2 separate regions of the Sminthopsis crassicaudata genome follow, and region 2 is linked to region 1. The links are chromatin contacts, called in public Hi-C maps. All regions are on one chromosome and are shown on one strand. Each heading gives the region's core, a stretch centred on a gene start, on an enhancer-like site or on the middle of the called end of the contact. The rest is flanking DNA. Distances are from core to core; before and after follow the strand shown. Region 1 holds the start of TM6SF2 (transmembrane 6 superfamily member 2). Region 2 holds the start of NR2C2AP (nuclear receptor 2C2 associated protein).

Region 1 (3,904 bases), core at 181-2,680:
TTAATGTAGGAGACTTAACTATGAAGGGACCTATATGCTGCCATGATATAGTCCTCTCATGTTCTAGATTAGAAAGACCTTGAGGCTGTCCCAAGAATTGTGACCCATCTTCTCAGGTGGAATGAGATCCAGGGAAGGTGGTCCTCTGGCCAGACAACTGTGGCCCCTGAAGGATCCCCTCTTTGTGGATGGAAAGTAGTTTAGTGGAGTTCACCTTTGTCCTATTCATTCCTGCATTGCCCAGATCTCAGCTTTTCCACTGCATTGTTTCTTACCTGTGGATGCCAGGAACTTGGAATCTGCCCTCTCTTGATCAGAGGATCAGGGTGGGGAGTGAACACTAGAAGGGGGCATTTCAACATTCTGGACAAAGTTCAGGTTGCCCCACCCTAAAGATGGCTATTGATAGGGGAACCAGGGTAAGAACTTCAGTCACCTATTGCCAGTTCAATGCTCTTTCCATCAAGCCATACTTCATTTTTATTCAAGGGGCAAAAACTGACAAGTCTTAGTTCTTTTAAAGCCAAATATTTGTAAAACGCAGACTAAGAGAACTTTGAGGCTGTTGATCAGGAAATGAAGGCACAATATGACCATCCAGGGAAAAGTGGATTTAAGAGCCCTCCAGTTTAGCAGATCTTAGGATGAAATGCTTGTTTTCTTCTGATCAACTACAGTGGATGTATCAGCTGGTACTGACTCCCTTTTTGTCCTTTAGGAAAATCCACTTGGGCTTGTAGGAGCCCAGTACTTGGAAAAATTTTACTGGAGTTTAGAGAGAACCTACTCCCCTACTTATCGAGCTGCTGTGGAGGATGCTAGAAATGAAATTTCCTGCCTTCTCTTTGTGGAGCCTGTTTTAGGAGGCAGGGGGCAGTACAATGATGAAATAAGATTTGGTCTCAGAATCTCATGTTTTCCTCTTTTTTTATGGGTTTGCAAAGAAAAGATATTAAGAGTGTAGGGATCATGTTTCATCAGCTCTTTCGATGGAAATAAGAGAAGGCAGAGGTGATCAATGTCTATGAATTTCATTTGTAAAATGTTAGGGCGTTAGAATAGATACTTAGAGCTCCCACATTTTGGGATACCATGATCTTTAAAGCTAGAAGCAATTATAGGAATCAATTAGTTTAATTCCAGAAATCCTCGGATCCATTGCTCTTTCCGGTAGGGTACGTTGCCTTTGCTGGAGGTTTTTTTCTTTTCCAGGTGAGGTGAATAACCTCTTTGGTGATTTGGCCTGGGAGCGCTGCGTGGCCCAGATCTGTCCTCAAGATTACTCGAGGCAGGTCGGTTAGTCGGGGACTTTCCCTGGGACATGTGTTGTGTGTGGTGGGGGAGGCCGGGGCTGTGACTGGGAGGGTGGGTGTGGCTGTGAGAGGATAGAGGTCACAGTCCCTTTAAAGGCCAGCGGAGATGTCGAAATCACCATCGAGGGAGGGATCGAGGACCTCCGGAGAGATGAGCACCAGTGACCTTTGCATGGGTGGCATCCGGGCCTCGGGCCGGGAGCTTTAGGCTCCCAAGTTGACCGCCCGGGGAGGAGCCAATTCCTTGCCATACCCGGCGACCCACGCGAGCCCAGGTGGGAAGGCTGGTCGGAGTGGGCAGGAGGCGGGGGGCGAAGAAACGAGGCAACTGGCGGTGGATAGGACGGGCGAACACCTGGAGGAGGAGGATCGGATCGGACCCGACAGCACCTGGTCAGGTGGCATCTGCCTTCCGCCCCGCCGTCGCCAGCCCCCAAGCCCTCCTCAGCCATGGAGCTTCCCGCACTGTCCGGAAAGGTCATCGCCTTCTCCCTCACCGCCTTCCCTGTGTGCTACACTTTGAACCACCTCTCTGAGCTCTCCCAGTGAGTGCTGGGCACGGCAGGGGCTGGGGAGGGGAGGGAGGAGGGCCAAGAAGAACGCTGATTTACTCACTGCGACTAAGGAAACTTAATTTTTTTTTTTTTTTTTTTTTTTTTTTTTTTTAAGAGGGGTGGAGACCAGTGCCAGGGAGTAAGGGACCTAATCGTTTAGGAGATCGGCCTTTATTAAAGTGCAGGCCACCAGGCTCCGGTGCTTTCTCCCACCCGCTGTCCCCGTGGTCACCTCCCCCCTCGGAGTGTACGTGGGAGGCAGGAAATTCATTCTCTTTCCTAAAGAGCCTCGCTAAATTGACTGGATTGGGAGTTTCTCCTTTGAGGCTGATGGGGCTTGAGAGGCAGATTTCCGACGGCCCAGACTGGTCATGCCTATCAGAGGGTGGCCTCGGGTGGCCAGCTGCTGCAGTCGGAGGGACAATCCAAGTCCCAGGAAAGCTGCTTCCCAAAGCTGCCAACAACCACTGGCTGCCAGCGCTGAGCTGCTTTTGGTTTTCCTGGTTCCTGTTTTAGTCTCCATAGGAGACAACAGTCCCTGCCCTCTTGGATCCGAGGGGTGATCAAAGGCTGGATTTATCACACTCCCCGGTAGAGAACAATAACAGAGTAGGTTAACTAAATGCAAATTTGATATTCAAGGGCCAAGGTTCTTGGCAAAGATACCTTGTGAGAGTCGCGTGCATAGGGTAACCGTTCTCCAAGATTACGGGCGGGAGACCTTGGCCAGATCACCGACCCTCCGGCGTCAGCTTTCTCCTCTATAGTAAGGAGGCCCGCTAACTCCCGCTTTGACAGCATCAGACATTCTCACTCCCTGACAAGGGTTGTTTTTCTGGACTCCTGGAGACACAGCCCTCTTCCTTCCTCCTCATGGCACAATTTCCCATTTTTAGTAGTAGTGTTTTAAATGAAGGTTCCCCGGATCGATTTTTGAGAGGCACCTTAATGACTGAAGGCGGATAATCCCATTCTTTTTTATGATATTAGCTCGCTGTGTGATCTTAGGAAAGCTACTCTGTCTCTGACCTTCGGTTTCCTGCTCTGTTCACTGACTGCTTCATAAATTTAGAAGTGGGAGAGACCTCAAAGGCAATCTAATACAACCCTCTCATTTTACGAGGAAACTGAGACCTAGAGAAGTCGTCCTTGTCAGAGTCAGAATTCGAACCAGAGGCCTTTGCTTCCCAAGACAATGCTGGTTTTCTCTGTGCCATCTAATAGGTCCTGAATCTGTGGGCACTAGGTAGTGCAGACAGAAAATCTGTGAAATCTGGAAAACTCATCTTCCTGACTTCAAGTCTGGTCTCGAGCACTAGCTGTGTGACTCTGAGCAAGTCATTTCACTCTGCCTCAATTTCCTCAGTTGTAAAATGAGCTGGAGAAGTAAATGACAAATCACTTCAGTGTCTTTTCCAAGTAAATCCAAAATCCAAAAACAGGGCATGAGGAATTTGACATGGCTGAATAACAACAACAACAAATTTTGGAATGAATGGGCTGTTCAGGGAGGACTAGCAACTGGTGGGAGGTGTTCCCGAGTCCTACACTGGACTCCACATCTACCTCTGGTGTCCACCTTGTCCCCTGGGGCTCCAAAGAAGCTGTAACTTGCAGAGTGGCCACATCCCAATAAACTGTCTTGATTTCGCCTTTTGGTGAATTAGGGGGATATCTAGCCCAAAGCTTATGAAGACTTCCCTTGGCAGAATGAGCATTTGAGAACAATTTGTTGCAAAGGCCCTGAAGGCAGCTAACAGCTTTGTCAGACATTTTGGCTTTTGTCCTGCCATCGAACTTGAATAACTTTGGAAGAGAGGCTGATGACGGTGCAACTGTCTCACTTTAATCCACTTCTCAAGCAATGCCATCGGTCCTCTTCAAAAATGAGGGATGAGTAATAGTAGTAGATGGGAAGGCTCTAGCAGGAGAAGACCTGAAAAAGGCCTCTTGCTGAAGGTGGGATTTGAGCGGTCTTTAAAAAAAGCCAAGAAAACAGAGGTTTCAGCGTCTGGGAAAAGGGACTATTCTAGGCCA
Region 2 (3,785 bases), core at 1,227-3,726, 150 kb after region 1:
TGAATATGAGCAGGGGATATGGAGACAAGTGTAGATAGTTTTTCCAAAGGTTTTGGCTGAGAAAGAAAGGAGAGACGGAGGGAGATGGAAGGGTTTTTTAAGGATGGGCATGTTTGTGGACAGCAGGGAAAGATCCAGTAGATAGGGAAGAATTGAAAATTTAAGAGAGAGAGGAATGATTATATGTGGGTGTATGGAGGGGCAATCTCCTGGAGAGAACTGAATTAGATGCCATGGAGGGCACACAAAGTGGGGTTTGCCTTGGTGAGGAGGAGAGTTACCTCTCAGAGATGGAATAAAGGAGCAGAGAATAAGGTGAGGCTGAAAGATGAAGGATCTCATCGTGACTGGCTTCTACTTTTTTATTGAAGCTTTTTATTTATAAATCATATGCATGGGTAATTAAAATTTTTCTTTTCTTTTCCTTCTTTGTTGTTGTTGTTGTTGTTGTTGTTGTTGTTGTTGTTGAGGCAATTGGGGTTAAGCAACTTGCCCAGGGTCACACAGCTAGGAAGTGCTAAGTGTCTGAGGCCACATTTGAACTCGGGTCCTCCTGAATCAAGGGCTGGTGCTCTATCCACTGCGCCCCCTAGCTGCACTTCTATTTTTTCTTTTTTTTTTTTAATTCTTTTTATTATCAATTCTACATTTTCTCCCTCTCTTCACCCTTTCCTCTACACATTGAGAAGGCAAGAAATATGACACCCATTATACATATGCAGTCATTTAAAAATCTCCATATTAGCCATAAATTGAAAGGGAAAAAAAAGCAAGAAAAATTAAGGGAAGATGCCTCAAGATTGAAACATATTATTTTCACTTTTTTCCTTTCTCATGGTTTTTCCCTTTTGATTTGATTCTTTGTTCACAACATTACTAATGTTTAATATGATTGTGCATGTATGACCTATATCAGATTGTTTGTCATTTTGAGGCAGGAGGGAGAAAAAAAATTTGGAACTCAAATTCTTACAAAAATGAATGTTGAAAACTATCTTAGCATGTCATTGGAAAAAATAAAATAAAAAAAAAAATGTTTCCGGCCGCAACATGTGGTAGATAACATTTTAAATCAGGAGTTGTGGTGGCTCATTTTAATGATGAGTTGCAAATTCTTTCACAATTGATCTTTACCCTTGCTGAGATAGTTTTGTTGGTTCTACTCAATTGTGCATCATTTCATGTAGGTCTTCCCCATTTTTTCTGAAACCATTCACTTCATTTCTTACAACACAATAGTATTCCATCACATTCATGTATCATGTCTTGTTTAGTGATTCCTCAAATCTGAGGGGATTCTCATTGAATTATTTTACCTCTCTTTCTTGATCATGAACTCTTTCTCTATCCAAAAATTTGACAGTTTCTTCCGTGCTCTCCTAATTTGCTCATGACGTCATCCCTCATGTTTATGCCTAGTTTTGCTGGGCTGTTTTCCCAGGAATTTTGGTCAAATAGCGAGTCGTTATTTTCTCAGTAACCTGTGACGAGAGGTGCTGGGCTGGGAGCAGGACTGGGAGTAGGGGAGGCTTGAGGAGGTTCAGAAGGGCTGCTATGGGGCTGGCTAGAAAGTCAGTTATGGAGGTACAAGGCTCATGTCTATTTCCATTGGTCTGCTTCTTTCAGGTCTCTTTTAAGCTGCGCCCCGGTTCTTTCTAAGAACGTGTGGCCGGACTAGGCGGTGCCACGGAGGGACTCAGAGACACCTAAATCCGAGTCCAGCCTCGGGCTCACCAGCTCTGGGAGCACTCTCGTCACCCCGCAGCCTCAGTGTTCTCATACGTAAAACGGGGAGAATACGGGCACGGACCTCGGAACTGTTTCCCTGTCATTTTGGCTAAGCTGAGTGGTGTGAAGAGGGGCCTTTCTCTTGGGCGGGCCGGGATAGGGGTCAGCGCGCATTGATTCAGCCCCTTCTGGTCAGGTTCCGCGCGAGGGCCCTGCCCGCCAGGGCCCGTTCTACCCGAGAAGCAGCTGGGAAACAGTGCGTCAGGGCGAGATGCGGTAGGACGAGCTGGGCGGTCTCGGGGGACGCGCTGAGACTAAGGAGGCCTGGGAAAGACTTCACTTTCTCGGTAGAAGGTGCGGTTTTAGCTGAGACGAGGGATGCAGGAAAAAGAGAAGGGCAGGGACGCCAGGGCTCGAGGGGAGGGGGTGTGCGGGAGCACCCCACAGGGAAGAGGAGGGGCGGGGCAGGCTGGGAAGGCGCTTGGCTCGGGGAGCCACTGGGGCGGGGGTGGAGAGTGCTCCTGCCCAATCCTGGGCTCTCAGTAGTGTCCCCGGAGGTGTTAGGCAAAGGGCCCAGAAGCGAGGTCAGGGAGGAGCGTTCCCGACCGCGGCTCGGGCAGGCCGGGCCTTTTAAAGTCTGAGGAGGGGCAGGCCCGCTCTGCTCCGCCCAGGCCCCAGGATGCACCGGGAAGCACTTCCCGCCCCGCCGCTCCGGTCCCCGCCCCGCCCCGCGCCTGCGCCCTGCGCGCCGTTGGCCTCCGCGTCGGCCTGGACTAGATCTCCACGTGCAGCATCCGAGAGGGAGGGGGCGCCGGCGCTCCCCACGTGATCGCGCCCGGCGCTCCCGCCTCAGTCCTTTTAAAATTGTGGACTCTCTTCCGGCCCCCTGGGCCCGGGCGCGCCGAGAGAAGCGGGAGGTCCCCGGAGCGGGGAAGCGCGGGGGGTGACGAGAGCCACGGAGGAGGAGGCGGGGTCTCTGGGCTGGCCATTCGCCGTGTCTGGGCTCAGCTTCCCCGTCTGTCCGAGGCTGGCGGTTGGAGCCGTCTCCCTCCGAGGGCCCGGGTGGGAAGGGGACATTTACTAAGCACCTTGCAGACACGCTCTCCTTGGATCGCGACTCCCCCACTGCCCCATTTTACAGATGAGGAAGCTGAGGCCGACCGCGTGACTTGGCCCACGTGGCCTGACTCTGCCCCGCCGGCGGGCCATGGCCGCCTCGGTGCCTTTGGTCTGCAGCCAGACCGTGAGCAGGTGAGGGCGGGTCCCGGGCCGGGATCGCGGGGCCGCGGCTGCCCCCCCACCCCGCGCCGCTGCCACCCCCCCCCTCGGTGTCTCCGCAGGGTGAGCTCCGTGCTGCAGCGGGACTCGAAGCAGTTTGGAAAGAAGCATCTGTTTGACGGGCAGGATGAGACGTGTTGGAATTCTGACCAGGTGACGGGGGAGGGGGGGCGGCCCCGCGGTGGGACCGGAAGAGCCCCGGGAGAGCCCACTGCAGGTTTCAGGGGCCAGCCCGCCTCCCTCCCTCCCCGTGGGAGGCTGAGGCCGCCTCTGCGTGCCGCGTACACCGGCCCCGGGGCACTCCCACAGGGCCTTGCAGGTCCACCGAGGGGCGCTGCGCACCTCTCAGGAACCCGGGGGGCGGCTGGCTTTCACTGCAGCCGGAGGCCAGTCCGAGCCCCTGCCCGCCGGGTGGGCGCTGGCATTTTCCGGGGACTGACCCCGTTTTCTTTGGCTGTCTGACCTCAGGGCACCTCCCAGTGGGTGATGCTGGAATTCCCCCAGTCCGTCCGCGTGTCTCAGGTGCAGATCCAGTTCCAGGGGGGGTTTGCGAGCCGCCAAGGCCGCTTGGAAGGTGAGGAGGGGTCAAGGGGAGGAGGGGGTGGTCTGGCCCGGCCCCTCCTGTAGGGCTCCAGCGCAGACTCTGTGCTGCTGAGCCCTTCTCTTTCCCTTCTTTAAAAACAGGTGGCAGGAAGAGCGAGTCCCTGGAGAAGATTGGGGATTTCTACCCCCAGGACAACAACTCCCTGCAGATATCCTCTCCGCTGGGGGGAGGGGGC

The links. Hi-C and Micro-C count contacts between places; a contact is called where the count stands out from the background.
Region 2: a contact with region 1 is called in a Hi-C map of hippocampus, with 3 times the contacts expected there. The contact joins the promoter of NR2C2AP here to the promoter of TM6SF2 in region 1. A contact is called at or near these places in 2 of 2 Hi-C or Micro-C datasets (fibroblasts and hippocampus).

What each region holds. Positions count from the first base shown.
Region 1 is chr1:62,292,172-62,296,075 of ASM4859323v1, forward strand. TM6SF2 (transmembrane 6 superfamily member 2) reads left to right here and starts at 1,431. Exons shown (of 10, transcript XM_074307020.1): 1 at 1,431-1,858. The coding sequence starts at 1,764.
Region 2 is chr1:62,441,837-62,445,621 of ASM4859323v1, forward strand. It overlaps NR2C2AP (nuclear receptor 2C2 associated protein), which reads left to right and starts at 2,477. Exons shown (of 5, transcript XM_074307226.1): 1 at 2,477-2,979; 2 at 3,069-3,159; 3 at 3,475-3,580; 4 at 3,691-3,758. The coding sequence starts at 2,936.